2 separate regions of the Oryctolagus cuniculus genome follow, and region 1 is linked to region 2. The links are chromatin contacts, called in public Micro-C maps. All regions are on one chromosome and are shown on one strand. The core of a region is the stretch at or near the end of the contact, and the rest is flanking DNA. Distances in the headings are between cores, read along the strand shown. Region 1 overlaps MRM3 (mitochondrial rRNA methyltransferase 3). Region 2 holds the start of NXN (nucleoredoxin).

Region 1 (7,559 bases), core at 217-2,716, 170 kb before region 2:
TCGGCCATGGCCGCAAGCATCCTGCTGTTTGAGGGGAAGCGGCAGCTGCGGGCGAGGGCGGAACTCGGGAGCAGGAGCCAGAGTTACCACTGACAGGGGACTTCCGCCCAGCCCACCCTGAGGAGGCCGGCAGAGCGGGTGGCTATGGCTCCCCAGGCCACGTTCGAGAGGCAAGAAGTAGGTAAGGTAGCGTTCACTGTGCGGCTATTGGGAAAAATAAACATCTCCATGAGTTCCTCAAAAATAACCCGGGTCAGCACTCCCGAGATCCCCGTCTCCATCAGCTTTGGGCGCTCCTCCTCCGGTGGCAGCACCCGCAGATGAGCCTCATAGCCCCTCAGATGGATGTTGTGAGAGATCACCGCTGAGGGGCGCTCTTGCCCAGACACTTCCTGAGGCGTCCTCTTGAGCAGGGAGGGAGCCCCTACCCGCTGGCGGATGCTTTGCAGTCGTGAGAGCGTCCCTCCGGCTCTTCGGCCTGGGAGATCCGGCCCGAGACGTGCAGAAGCGGCGCGTTCCCAGGGAAGGCCGGCGAGCTCAGGTTTCCGTGCCTGGCTCCGTTTTGGCACAGTGGGGAAGCCTTGCCAAGAGTCACTGCTTCACGCCGGCCAGCAGCGGCGGTCCTGTCTCTGGGACTGTTTGTCCAGGCCTTCACAGAAACAGCCACTGTTGCTGTGCGTTTCTCCCCGTAAGGGCCGCTTATGTGGGAAAGAAGGAGCCGCGTTTAAAATCTTCGCACCGCCCCCATCTGTCGGGAGCACGCCGCCTGCGGCCCATGGCTGTGTGACAGGCCGGGCTGGGTGCAGCCACTGCTCACAGCGGGACAGAGCGCTGGGGAAGGCGCTGGGGCCCAGGCTGCGGGGAGCGGGGAGCGGAGGTTCTGAGGATGCCCGCTTGGGTCCTTGGGCCCGCAACACTGCTGCAAGCCCTGCTCGTCTCACAGCCCGGGGGACCAGGGCAGGCTGGAACCCTACTTCCCAGGTGCCAGCCAGGAGGCAGCCAGGCTGCGAGCATACTCATGAGCGGGAAGGGGGTGGGCAGGGGGAGCACAGGCCTGGTTTCAGGCACTGCCTCACACCCGCAGAGGGTGGGGTTGGAGACGCTGGAGTGGAGGGTGGCAGAAGTGGCTCTACCACAGCCCTTCCGTCCCGGGCTCCTGGAGTGGTCCACGTTCTGTGGGAGCCCTTGAGCTACTCCTTCTGGGGAGATGCCTTACGGACTCGTGAGGACCCGTGGACGCCCTTCCTTCTTCCTTCCCTCGACACTCCCCTAGCTCCCCCGGCTCCCCAGTAAACTGTCCTGAGCGCACCTCAGGGCCGGGGTGGAGTTGCAAGGTGGATGCTCGGGTGGCAGCCTCCTGGCTGAAGCACTGGTGCCTCGTTCTGGCCCAGGCCTGCCTAGGGGCCCACACAAGTGGCCTGTGGTCTGTCCTCAAACCCTGTGCCCCGGTCAGCTCTTTAAAAGGCAGCTGACCCCAGCCTTTGCGCTGCACAGAGGCTGAAGCACAGCTTCACGGGAACCCACGCCACACAAGTCCGGGGACATCTGGTCTCCCTCAGCGCCTTGGGGAAGCGCTGAGAAACAGGTCACCGAAAGGCAGCTCACGCCTGCAGCATGAAAGCAGCCCTGTCATTTGTATCCCTGACAGCTTTCCTCACAAAACAAAAACAAAGAGTAGGACGTACACCTTATCCTGTTTACAGAAACAGTGGTGCGGAATACTAGCCAGTCACTCCAAGTCCACCTGATCACCCTGGGAATGAGAGAAAATAAGTGACGTCCAGTCACGGGCCTCAGCCTGGCAGACCGTGGGCGCAACACGGGCCGGGGAGGCCGGTGTCCTTTGTTTTTAAGTGACCAAGGGGCGGTGAAGTCCTTATTTGCATGGTGATACTGCAAAGTCACCATCTTGGATTCTTCTGTTTTGAGGCCAAAATGTGTTATTTTCCCAGTAAACAGCAATAAAAACTGAGCTGTGTATGACAGGAAAAACACTGCTTGGCTGAGAAACGGTGAGAGTTGGCCAGGCCCCTCGCCTTTGTGTGGAAGCAGAGCGGTGATGCCAGTTTCTGCCACAAGGTGGCAGCCACGCCTCAAAACCCACTCTCAGTGCTGCAGGGAGGGGTGAGGACTTTCCTGGATTTAAGTTGAAAAATGGGAAGGATGCAAGCCTGTGCCCAGAGGCGTGAAAGGGGGATGCCGCGCAGACTGTCCCACGTCTTGGCAGAAGCAAAAGTCACTGCAGCAGAGCATCAGGACATGGGGTGGCCAAGGCAGGAAGACCGTGCCCTGTTTCCCCTGGTGCCTGGAGCTCCTGCTGGGAGGCCCCCGCAGCGCCCTTCAGCACCGCGCTTTGCCCTTGATCCAGCCATGGGTACTGGGCCCTGCTTAGAACCCAAGGAGGAACAGGCCTCAGGGGACCTGCCGTCCGCTCCAGGGTTCCCTGCAGCCTCCCGTGTCCTGCCACACAGCTGAGCTCTAAACAGCCCAGGAACAGCGTGGGAGGGCCTGCCGTGCCTGCTGGGAAACCTGCCGCACGGCCGGGACTCTCCTCTTGGCGGCTGCCTCCCCTTGGAGCAGGCCTGAGGTGGGCTCACCTGTGTGTGTGGAGAAAGCGTGGTGCTGCTTATAAACCCCAACGTGCTACCTCCTCTGCTTCCATCAGTGAGCGTAGTAAGGTAACAAGCTGGAAGCCACATCAGCGGCTGAGCCAGCTTCTCACTCTGGATGACTTCAAGTCTACACAGCCGAGCAGTCCTCGCGGCGCACCTGGGGATGCACGGCCGAGGCTCAGCAGCCAGGGGGCCGAGTGTCAGGTGTCACAAAGAGACTGTTCTCTCTTTACAGTGCGTTCGGCGTCGGGAGTCCCGATTGCTCACTTGGGCAGAGCCACCTGTCGCAGTCTCAGAGTTGAGGTGGGCCAGGGCCACGACCAAAGCTGCGGCTTCCTCAGAGTGCTGGGCAGAAGGAGTGGATGCCGGCCTCCGAAGGCAGGCGCCATGACCGCAGGCCTGTAGGGCGGCCCCTGATTCCTCATAGCTGGGACCTACATGTCCTCTGATGACCACAGGAGATTTTAAATGTCTGTTTTTTTTAAACTCTTGTTTACTCGGAAGGCAGACAAGATAGAATAGATACACACACATACACATATGTATATATAGAAAATAGATCAATCCTCTTTGTACTGGTTCACTTCCCAAGTGTCTGGAACAGCCCAGGCTGGGCAGGCCAAAGCCAGGTGCCTGGGACTCAACCTGGCCTCTCCCATGACTCAGGGACGGAGGCTTTCACAGGCTGCCACATTAGTTACTGAGAATTCAACAGTGCTGCAGAATGAGTACCACCCAGTCCTACTCACATCTTCCCTTGCCCTGGAAGTACTCCAGAATGCCAGGTGGCAGCCCCCTGACAGCTGGCACACTCGCTCATCTTTGCACTTTGACATACAAGGCACACCTAGGCCATCTTCGTCATGCTTGCCCCATAGAAGGGGGAATCCTAGACATAAGGCAGAACCAGGGGCTGGTGCAGTTTAGGGGTAAAGCCACCACCTGTGATGACAGCATCCCATTTGGGCACCGGCTCAGGTCCTGGCTGCTCTACTTCCCATCCAGCTCCCTGCTAATGTGCCTGGGAAAGCAGTAGATGGCGGCCCAAGTGCTTGGGCCCCTGCACCCACGTGGAAGACTCAGATGAAGCTCCTGGCTGCGGCCACTTGAGGAGTGAACCAGTGGATGGAAGCTCCATCTCTCCCTTTCTTTGTAACTCTTTCAATTTTTTTTTTTTTTTTTTTTTTTGTAAAAAGAAATAGCCAACATGAGAATCTCCTCCACCCGGCTTTTGGGTCCTAGGAAATACTTACCTTTGTACAGGCTCACAGACCACTAGCACGAATAACGAAGCACACAGCTGTGACTGTCCCCGAACCTGCAGTTTCCCGGGGAGGCCACAAGGTGTGCTCTCGTCCTTGCTGGCGGCTGCAGCGAGGGATTAGGTAAGGTGCTCACTTCAACACCGGCCCAGGGGCAACCTGGAAAGATCTCGGGCTCAGCATCCCCAGGTCCACCCTGGGGCCCTGGAAAGCAGTGCAGGGGCCCTCCTGAGCCTCGCCGTCCATCCTGCTTCCCACTGTGTGCAGTCCTGTGGGGCAAGTGTGGGCCTGCCAGGAAGGCCGGGAGGTGGCAAGAGCAGAAGGCACCTGTGGGATTGGAGCACGTGGGACCCATACTCGGTCCCACACGTGCAGCGCTCCTGTGCGGGGACCCTGAAGGTCCCGCCGATGGGTTCCCGGGCCATACCCTGCCGTCTGCACCATGGCTGGATTCCACGTGTGGCCCTGGAACCAGGCAGCAGGAGGCGGAACAGCTTTTTCATGTCTTCAACCAGGCAACAGGAAAAAACAAAATCTGCCTGGAAACCACCACTTGAAGCTAGCCTGATGCCAAAAAGCAGGGCTGGCTCCTTCTGCTCAGTAAGTGATAGCCACTGAGTTCCGGGACACATGGGGGTTGGGGAGCGATAGCAGGAAGCCACCTTGCTCCTGGGAAAGCAGCTGGCTTCCGTCTGCCCACTGGACACAGCAATCCCAAACACAGCCCCCTTTCCTTAAACAGATCTTTAACATGGGGAGACAGGTAGGGGAAAAAAGCCGTCTCCTCTCCGTCGTGCGAAGGAGAGGGATCTGGAAGTCGTCGTGGGGCGCACAGCTCTGGGAGCCCAGCACGCCGTTTTTACAGCCCCCCTCCTGCCTCCACCTGCAGGGCATGGCTCCCCTTGCTGCTGGTGTCGGGAGCTGCTTCCAGTTAGCAGGGCTGGCTGGGAGGGATTCCGGAGCTGCCCTGTCGCCCGTTTGCTCTGCACCATGGAGAAAGGGGCCCTCCCCACAGCAGCCGCCACGGGGGCCTCAGCCCTCCACGTGCACCCTAAAAGGGCACTCCTGGCGGCCGGGATCCAACTACGTGCAGCTCAGAACAGCCAGCCCAGGACAGCCCCCAGGCTCACAGGTGACCTACTTTTCCCGTGGCAACCCGCTGGACTGTCTGCTCCCAGAGACCTGGGATCACCTTTCCCCGAGGCAGTCCTAGGATAGGACACAGAAACCCTGCCCACGTTCTAAGGGCCGTCAGCCTCAGCTTGTATCCCGGAGTCCGTCCGGCCCAGGCCCGGGACACAGCGGGTTTGAGGGCCCCCACCTCCTGCACCCTTCTCAGAGAGGCCCTCTGTGGGCCTTCGCAGGCTTCAGGGCATTGGCTCCCTGCAGGGAGGGGAAGAGCAAGGACGTCCGAGGTGGGGAACTAGGAACTCCCTCTCCATCAGGGGCCGCACAAACCAGGAGGGACGGCGGCCAGCGCAGGAGGGGCCTGCCTCAGGCAGCCCAGGACAAACAACCCCGTTAGGGCTTGGGATTCTTGGACAGTTTGGAACGCAGCCACTAGGTGCCCGGCCCCAAAGAGTCACCCCACCCCCCACCCCCACCCAAACAGGTAGAGCAGACTTCACATACCAAGGACAGCAAAGGCCACGTGCTTGACAACGTCCAGATGCCTGCTTTATTTCTCGCTAGGTAGATGGCGTCTCAGGCCAGCAACATCAAACAACAGTCTAATTACCAGCTAAGTGTATACCTCTGAACTACAGATGGACAATCCAGTTCAGCAAGGGGCAGCCGTGCCAATAGCTCCTTAGCGCGGCCGGGTTCTCCAAATGGACGATTCCGGTGCTGAGTGGAGCCCGGGGTAAGGCCTGGGACTGTTTCACGGCCCTGACACCCATCTGAGATGAACACCCCGAAAATCCCAGGCCAAAGTCCACCGCCCAAATCTTAAGAACACGGCTGCTGTTGGGGGTTTTGTGCTCAATTCAGGCCCTTCGAGAACCCAGGCCACCTGGCCTCGCACAAGGGACCTAAGGCTTCTGCTGCCAGGCCCCGGCCCCCTCCTGCTCCAGGGCACAGCGCCTTGTGCAGGCTCAGGGGAAAGCGAGGCGTTGGGAAGAAAAGGGAGTGACAGGGTAACCCGAGGGGGGTGCAGGGGCCTCGGCAGAGGTCCTGTGGCCTCAGACGCAGCACTGACCGTGCCAGCGAGGTGTGCCCAAGGGGTGGAATTCAGTCCCAAATCCCCAGAGAGGAGGAGCTGTTCTCTGAGCAGGCAGAAACCTGGGGCGGGTCAAGAGCAAGCAAGGGACGAAATGAAGGAAAGCAGCTCTCCTCTCACCGTGGAGCTCAACAAAACGGCCACTGCAGCCACTCACGCTTCCCACCTGAAACACCCCCCAAGCTTCCGTTCAGATTTGGAGATCCCTGCCCAAGAACCCACGGGCGGAGAAGGATGAGGTCACTCAGGGACGCTGCCGTCAGCAGGTCCAGCCACGGCCTCTGCTCCCCCGACACGCGTGTCACCGAGCAGCTCCCCCTGCCCCGCCCCGGCTGTGTGGGGCCGTGTGTGTGTGTGTACGTGTGTGTGCTGACTCTGTGTTAGGGCCAGAGCCCTGATCCGCTGTCCCCGCACACACCTGTGCGGGAGAACACCCTGGCGGACCCGTCACCCACAGGCAGTGACCTGGACGGAGCACAGCCGTCCCAGTCTCAGGCCTGGCTGGGTGATGCCATCCCCACGAATGCCCAGCAGAGCTTCCCAACACCGTGGGTTCTACTGCCGCCAGGAGGACGCGCACCCCGGGGTGCTGGCAGAGGAGTGAATGCAGAGACAAGGCACCACAGAGAGGTGGGACACGGGGGCTGTGTGACTCGGGCCGCACCAGGAGAGTCCAAGGGCCAAGGGAGGGAAGGGGAGGAGGAGGAGACAGTTTTAAATAACGCCCGGAGGTGGCGGCCCCACTAGATGGGCTCGGGTTTGAGCTTCTCTGCTAGGAAGTCATTCACAAAGGCCTCCACGATGGCAGGGGTGATCTCCTCCACGTCCATCACGTACTTGGCCCGGGCCGACATGTCCAGGATGGTGAGCAGAGGGGCGGCCTCGGGCAGGTTGGTGTAATCTCGCAGGGAGTCGGTCATGTCATCCTGGAAGTCACCGAGGGGACAGAACACCAGGGAGTTAAAGAAGGAGGGTCCCCTAGGCCCGGCCTCCCCAGAGGGCACGGAGGTGGGACTGCCCCATCATCCTGGAGAGCAGGCTTCCCACAAGGCTGGACGGGGTCTCAGCGTGGGGAGCAGGGGCCCCTGCCCACTGGGGAAACGGGGGCCACCTGGTACACTTCCCTCTCTGCATTCCCCCAGACCGCCAGGCGAGTCCGCCGGACGACCACGAAGGCAGTGTGCTCGTCTTCCACTCTGACAGATGTGATAGCCTTAGACTGGCTTAAAAATGTCCACTGATTTGAGAGAGAGATATCTCCCATCTACTGGCCCTCTCCCCAGACACCTGCAACCAGGCCCAGGGTTGGGTCAGATTGAAATCTGGAGCCAGGATCTCCACTGGGCTCTCCCGCACGGGTGGCAGAGACTCCAGTACCTGAGCCCTCATCTGCTGCCTCCCAGAGTGTGCCTTAGGGGGAAGCTAGATGGGAAGCTGACCAGCTGGGACTTGAACCGGGCACTC
Region 2 (7,261 bases), core at 204-2,703:
CCGCTCCAAACCCTTTTCTGTTTCTATGCGTGACAAACACCCCTGGGTTTGTTTTATTAAAACAGACATCTTCATCCAACAGACGCACTCAGAAACCCAAACTAATTTCAACAGCAAACCGGGAGGACGGAGAAGTTGACAGCGAAGCATAAATCTCCCCAAATCCCCGTTCCTCCAGTCCTGCTGCCCCTATGGGATCAGCCCAGCAGTTCACGCGAAGTATGCCAAGACAACGGCGGCCCACCGCGAAAGTGAGGGCGGCAAGTGCCTGGGAGCGAGCTGGACAGTCAGACAATGAAAAGCTCCCCGGTGGCCCCTAACTCAGCCGGGGTGGGGATAGCCGCGGGAGGAGGAAGAAGCGAGAGGGAGCGAGCTCCCTCCTCGCCCCGGGCCACCCCCGGCGGCTGCCTGCCCACGGCAGGGTTGGGGGCGGTCTGACCTCGGCCTCGGCCTCCAGGTCCCCAGTCACAAGGGGAGGGCCCCCCAGGAAAGCAGATTTCTTTCGGAAAGAAAGGAAACTTCCTGGTTCGAGCATTGTGGGTAGGGGGCTAGCGCCCTCCCCCACCCACTACAGGGATCCGCAGAGAGTCCAGGGGTCGAGAGAGGGGGCCCCTCCCGGCACCTCTCCTGGGGGGGGGGGGGGAGGGGCTGGCGGCGGAGGGCCCCCGGGTCGGAGCCCCCAGCACGGCCGCCCCCTCGGCGAGGGGGACGTGAGCCCGGGCCTGGGGCGGTGGGGGGCCGAGAGGTGTCAAAGTTGGGCAGCGCGGGCGCAACCCGGCCCCGCGCCCCGCGGAGTTGCCGCGGGAGCCCCCAGCCCGCAGGGGTGCGGGGACACGGTGCGGGCGCAGAGAGCAGCAGGCGGGGAGGCGGGCGCCACGCCGGAGGCTGGGGCCCGGCTCCCGGGAGTGCGGCCCGAGGCCGGGGGCGCCGGCGAGGCCCGCGCCGCTCACCTTTCTGTGCTTCTCCTTGTAGGGCAGCGCCAGCCACGGCATGTCCCGCACGAAGTCCTGCCACTGCCTCTGGTCCTGATCTGAGGACACGAAGACGATCTCCAGGCGGCTCCGCGGCTCGGGCTCCGCGGCCGCGCCAGCCCCCGGCCCCGGCCCGGCCCCTGGCCCGGCCGCCGCGTCGCCCCTCAGGCGGCCGTAGAAGGCGGCCAGGCTGGCGCTGAGCTGCGCGCAGGGGGCGCTCAGGCTGCAGCCGAAGTAGAGCCCGAGCAGCGAGATGCCGCGGGCGCCCAGCGAGTGCACGTCCACCTCTTCGCCGCCGCCCGTCACCAGCTTCTCGCCGAGCAGCTCCTCCAGGAAGCCCGACATCCTGGCCCACCGCAGCCCGGGCACGCGGGCGGCAGGCGGCGGCGATCGCGCTCCCTCAGTCCGCGCGGCGGGCGGAGGCGGCGGCGGCAGCAGCGGCGGCGGCGGCAGCGGCGGGCGCGAGGGAACGCAGAGCCCCGCCCCCTTGGGCCCGCCCACGCCACGCCCCCTCCGCGGCCGGCCCGGGGCCGCGGTCCCCGGGGCAGGGTCCGCCGCAGCTGGCTCTGGGGCGGCCGGCCGGGCTCCCTCCTTCAGGCCGAAGTGCGCGCGGAAGCCGCCCCGAGTACAGACCTGACGGGAAAGGCTCCCCTCTGACAGGAATGCCCGGGACCTGAGCGATGAAAGGACCTGGACTTGGCCGTCTTTTCCCCACGTCTACGCTCCCTTCCCCGGCCCTAAATTCAGGCCCACCACCACCACACTTCTCCAAGGATTCCCCCCAGCCCCGCACTCGAGTTCTGCACCCTTTCTCCTAGCTCCTTTCCCTCCGCTCCCCAGCCCAAAGCCTGAGGCCCCACTGAATATCCCCCCACACACACACACATCTCTCTCTCTCTCTCTCTCTCTCTCTCGTTGCTGATCAGGCTGGGTCATACTGCCTGTGCATGTATGTCTTGTGCTCTCTGTTGTACGTGGATTGGAGGATGCCACATCTTGCACTAGGGTACTTCAAAAAGTTCGTGGAAACTGAAAAAATAAGTTTATTTTGGTGCAAAAATGTTGGGAATCCAGGCATAGCTGGGGTCTTCCAAAGCTTCCCGGGGGGGGGGGGTGTTTATCCTAGAAGGTAAGACCCCAGCTTCCCACACCGGAGTACCTGGGATCCATACTCAGCTCCAGTCCAGATTCCATCTTCCTGCTCAGGCAAAGCCTGGGAGGCAGCAGTGATGGCTCCAGTAACTGGGTCCTTGCCACCTCGTGGAACAGCTCAGTTAAGCTCCTGGCTCCCACGGGGCATCTGGAGAGTGAACCAGCAGATGGGCGCTCTCTCGGTCTCTCCAATCAACAAAACTTGTTTTAACTGCATGGAAAAATGTGTGTTATGAAAAAACTAGGCATGGATTTCCAAAGAATTTTGTACCGAAATAACTTTATTCACTTTAATTAATTCCGTTTCCCCATGAACTTTTGGAAGCGCCCTCCTGTTCGCTGTGGGTCTTTTAACAGGGTGCTGGGCACAGCAGGGGCAGAATCCGGACCGTCTGTGGGTTGCTCGCGGGTAGCCATGTAGGATTTCAGCGGCTTGCTCCCGCCCCCCAGGGACTCTCTTCCATCTCCACAAACGGGGCCGGCAGATGCTGTGGCACCTCTAACTCGGGGCTGGCTGCTCTCCTAACTCAGCTCCAATGCTGCTATCAAGTTTGTAGGTAGCTGAGAAAAATTCTAGGGAAGTGTGTGTGTGCGCGCCAGCTGGCAAAACGCGCCCGGCGCTTAGGGAGAACCCCGACTGAACAGGTGGTCTGTGGCACGTCTTCGCCCCTCCCCCACAGACACTCAAAAAGCTGAACACAACGCCCACCCAAAGTCGGTGTGGATCAGCTCAGATACCAACACCGGGTGAAAGCAAAAACAAATAAAAACCGAGTCCCCATCAGTGCTTGGGAAGGTATTTCTTGGGCATCTACTGCCATCTAAAGGAAGGAGTGAGGGAGAAAACCAGGCCTACCAGAGCCCAGCCTGAGAGCAAATGCCGGCCCTGGTGGAGCCAGGCACAAACAACAGCTCTCCCCACACAAACATACGTCCCAGGCTCCTTTCTGCCTGTAAGTTGGCATAAAGGTAAACACTCGTGGTCCCGGCGCTGTGGCATAGTGGGTTAAGCCATTGCCTGCGGTGCTGGCATCCCACATGGGCACTGGTTCAAGACCTGGCTGTTCCACTTCCGGTCCAGCTCTCTGCTATGGCCTGGGAAAGCAGTAGAAGATGGCCCAAGTCCTTGGGCCCCTGCACCCGCATGGGAGACTGGAAGAAGCTCCTGGCTCCTGGCTTCAGATTGGCGCAGCTCCCGCCTTGTGGCCATTTGGGGAGTGAACCAGCGGATGGAAAATATCCCTCTCTTTCAGCCTCTCCTCTCTCTATGTAACTCCTTCAAATAAATAAATAAATCTTTTTTTAAAAAAGGTGAACACTCGTGCCTAAGGTTTTTCACTTTTCTAGGGTGGAACAAGGACTCGCACAGCTTTGCAGCTCAGGGAAATGTTACCACATAGACCGAGGAAAGACACGGAAATGGGAGCCAACAGTGGCCAGGCCATCTCTGCACATGATATCCACTTTCCTAGTACCTCATTACCCAGCTCGTTTCACCAGTAGTATTTGACTGGGGACTGTTTAAAAAAAAAAAAAAGCTATTTTTTTAATTTAGAGACAGAGAAATCTCCAAATGACTGATTTCACACCCCACATGTCCACAACAGCATGGGCTTCACCAGGCTGAAGCCAGGAGACATGAACTTGGTCTGGGTCTCCCAGGTGGGTGGCAGGGACCCAAGTACTCGAGCCGTCACCAGCTGCCCCCCAGGGTGCACATGAGCAGGAAGCAGGAACTGGGAGCAGAGCCAGGCCATGAACCCAGGCACTCTGACATAGGATGCGGGCATCCTCAGTGGCAGCTTAACCACCATGCCAAATGCCTACTTTACAGCAAGGTCAAATTCCATGTTAAATTTTGAGAATGTCATGTCAAAATTCTGTGCCACTCACAGACAGTATTATAAAGCACGCAGAAAGTATCCCTTTTTAGTGAAATCATCTTAATATCTTTTACTTATTTTTCTTTTTAAAATTATTTATTTTTATTTGAAAGGCAGAGAGAAAGAGAGAGAGAGAGAGAGAGAGAGAGAGAGAGAGAACTTTTATTCAATGGTTCACTCCCCAGAGCCCGCAACAGCCAGGGCTAGGTGTGGCTGAAGGCATGAGACAGGAACTGAATCCAGGTCTCCCCCACAGGTGGCCCGGGCCCATTACTTCAGCCATCACCTCTGCTTCCCAGGCTATGCATTAGCAGGAAGCCAGCAGCTGGGGTTGGGAGTAGAGCCAGGACGATGCACTACTGCTTTCTAAGTGCTACATAAAAAGTGTGCATACAGGCACTGCTGACAGCATGTTAGACAGGTGGATCCCTGTATTCTGACACTCTCAAATGAACAGTAAAGAAATTTAAAAGGGGGTGGGCTTTCAGCCTGGTGCTTGAGATGCTCACATCCAATTGCAGAGTACGTGGGTTCCACATTCAGCTCCAGCTCCTGAGTTGCAGCCATTTGGGGGCTGAACCAGTAGCTGGGAGCGCTCTCTCTCTCTCTCTCTCTCCCCTCTTTTTCATAAAGAATGTATGTAAGTATATGTATCCTATGGAAGCCACAGGACATGGGATGTAGTGTGGAGGTGGGTGAAGAGGGAGCATGGTGACTGCACACTTGGGAAAATAGTGACCTCGTTATTAGAGTACTTACCTTGGGGATGCTGGGTGCAAGTCTGACATAAAGAGGCGGTGTGTTCAGCATTTCACTTATTGGAGTGTGTCCAAACTAGCATCTGGCACCTGGGAAAGTGAGAGTTCGAACATACTGCACATGAAATATAAATAAAACTTAGAGAATTGTTGGTGCAGCAGCCTTGGTTACACGCCAAATGCTGCAGCTGCCTTCTAAAGGGGTGTGGAAAGAGGGATTTGCGATGGAAAGGATTCAAAATCATAATTCTAGTGCGTGTTTGTTGCAAGAAGAAGCCCAACGAGACTCATTCAGCTCCCTGTAAGGAATTAACCAGTGTCCTCTGACTTGTGGGGAGTACTCTCTCTGCGTATGTGGTATAAGAGATGCACTTAAAGAGACTGTCCCTGCTGGTATTTAGCTAGTTACACTTCTGAAAATTATTGTTGTTTTAAAATATGTGCTCAGGAGCCACGACATGCCTGACGGTCATGATACAGAGTCTTCTGAGAAGTTGCGTTCTAAGGCACATGATGGCATACAAAACATACAGAGAAAAACATATACTTGTCACTTTTTTAAAAAAAGATTTATTTGGAAGTCAGAGTTACAGAGAGAGAGAGAAAGAGAGAGAGAGAGAGAGAGAGAGAGATCTTCCATCCGCTGGTTCACTCCCCAGAAGGCCACAATGGCCAGGGCTGGGCCAGGCCAAAGCCAGGAGCCAGGAGCCTCCTCCGACTCTCCCACGTGGGTGCAGGGGCCCAAGGACTTGGGTCATTCTCCGCTGCTTTTCCCAGGCCATCAGCAGGGGGCTGCATCAGAAGTGGAGCAGCTGGGACCCTATCCAACAGCCACATGGGATGCCGGCGCAGCAGGCTTCACTACAACACTGGCCCCTAGATAAATAAATCTTTTTAAAAATGTAAAGAATGCCTAAGTCACAGTCAGTCTTCAGGTACAGTGACACACACACACACATGCACAAAGATAGTAGACAGCTACTACTGCACTGGTGAAACCAGAAAAACACTGGAAAACTGGGAAGAGTCTAACTGTATGGCTGCGGATAATTCAGTCATGACACAGTCATCATCTGGAATACAATCTAGTTCTGAAAACAATACAGGGCCCGCGCTGTGGTGCAGTGGGTTAAAGCCCTGGCCTGCAGCGCTGGCATCCCATAAGGGCACCAGTTCTAGTCCCAACTGTTCCACTTCTGATCCAGCTCCCTGCTAACGTGCCTGGGAAAGCAGTAGAAGATGGCCCAAGTGCTTGGGCCCCTGCACTCACGTGGGAGACCCAGAAGAAGCTCCTGGTTTCAGATGGGCCCAGTTCCAGCAGTTGTGGCCACTGGGGAGTAAACGAGGAAGACTCCTCTCTTTGTCTCTACCCCTCTCTGTAACTCTTTCAAATAAATAAAATAAATCTTCAAAAAAAGAAAATAGTAAGAGGTTTCTGTGTATACTGCATTAGTCTAGGAGGTTCTGCAGAGAAACAGAGCCAATATATAGAACGAGCTTTACTGTAAGGAACTGACTCCTGCAACCAAGGAGGCTGAGAAGTCCCAAAGACTGCAGCTGGTCAGCTGGAGACCCAGGAAGAGCCAATAGTACAGTTCTAGTCTGAGTCCAGAGGGCTGAAAAGCAGGCCAGTGATGTCAGTTCTACTTGGCCTCTGAAGCTGAACACAGCAGAAGCCCTGAGTCCAGCTCCAGAACAACTGACCAGAGGGCAGGCAGGGAGAGAGGAGGAGGCGCAGCCATGGTGGGGAAACACGGGAAAGCGTCTTTGGGCCACTCCTCATGTAACTTCCTTCTGCCTCCAGAGCCTGCTCTGGCCGGTCATGTATGACCATTTCCATCGGACAACAGATGCTGCGCTCCTGTGCGTTGTCTTCCTCATTTGAGTGCAAAATGCCAGCCATTTGACAAGTGACCCAAACAACTATGAGTTTCGAGTGTGTTCCCAGCTTTCTGAATCGGTGGATCAGGTAATATTTGGTTCATGATAAGCACGACGTGGCGGCCCCTGGTTAAGCATAAGTCTCACATTTTTTCCCCAAAGATTGATTCATTTATTTTGAAAGAGTACAGAGAGAGAGCCGGCGCCGTGGCTCAATAGGCTAATCCTCCACCTTGCGGCGCCGGCACACCGGGTTCTAGTCCCGGTTGGGGCGCCGGATTCTTGGAGGGTGAACCAACGGCAAAGGAAGACCTTTCTCTCTGTCTCTCTCTCACTGTCCACTCTGCCTGTCAAAAAAAAAAAAAAAAAAAAAAAAAAAAAAAAGTACAGAGAGAGAGATAAACAGATAGAAAAAGATTTTTTCAACCACTGCTTCACTCCCCAAACGGCTGTAACAGCTGGGACTGGGCCAGGCCAAGATGCAGGAGCCCAGAGACTTGGGCCATCTTCTGCTGCTTTGCCAGGCACATTAACAGGGAGCTGGGTGCTGTGGCACAGCAGATTAAAGCCTTGGCCTGAAGTGCCTGCATCCCATATGGGTGCCAGTTCTGGTCTG

What was found. A called contact is a pair of places that touch in the nucleus more often than the background predicts.
Region 1: a contact with region 2 is called in a Micro-C map of ear pinna, with 6 times the contacts expected there. The contact joins the enhancer-like site here to the promoter of NXN in region 2. A contact is called at or near these places in 3 of 6 Hi-C or Micro-C datasets (ear pinna, skin fibroblasts and an unstated tissue).

Annotation. Positions count from the first base shown.
Region 1 is chr17:46,405,023-46,412,581 of mOryCun1.1, reverse strand. MRM3 (mitochondrial rRNA methyltransferase 3) reads left to right here. Exons shown (of 4, transcript XM_017348913.3): 4 at 1-244. The coding sequence ends at 93. NXN (nucleoredoxin) reads right to left here. Exons shown (of 8, transcript XM_002718895.4): 8 at 5,527-7,021. The coding sequence ends at 6,839. Among named protein-coding and RNA genes, the nearest start is that of MRM3, 11 kb to the left of the region's middle. Within about 2 kb of position 1,466, at least 1 of the 8 cell types and tissues checked has an H3K27ac peak or open chromatin away from gene starts, as enhancers often do. A contact at or near this core is called in ear pinna, where this site is marked.
Region 2 is chr17:46,238,414-46,245,674 of mOryCun1.1, reverse strand. It overlaps NXN (nucleoredoxin), which reads right to left and starts at 1,453. Exons shown (of 8, transcript XM_002718895.4): 1 at 951-1,453. The coding sequence starts at 1,316.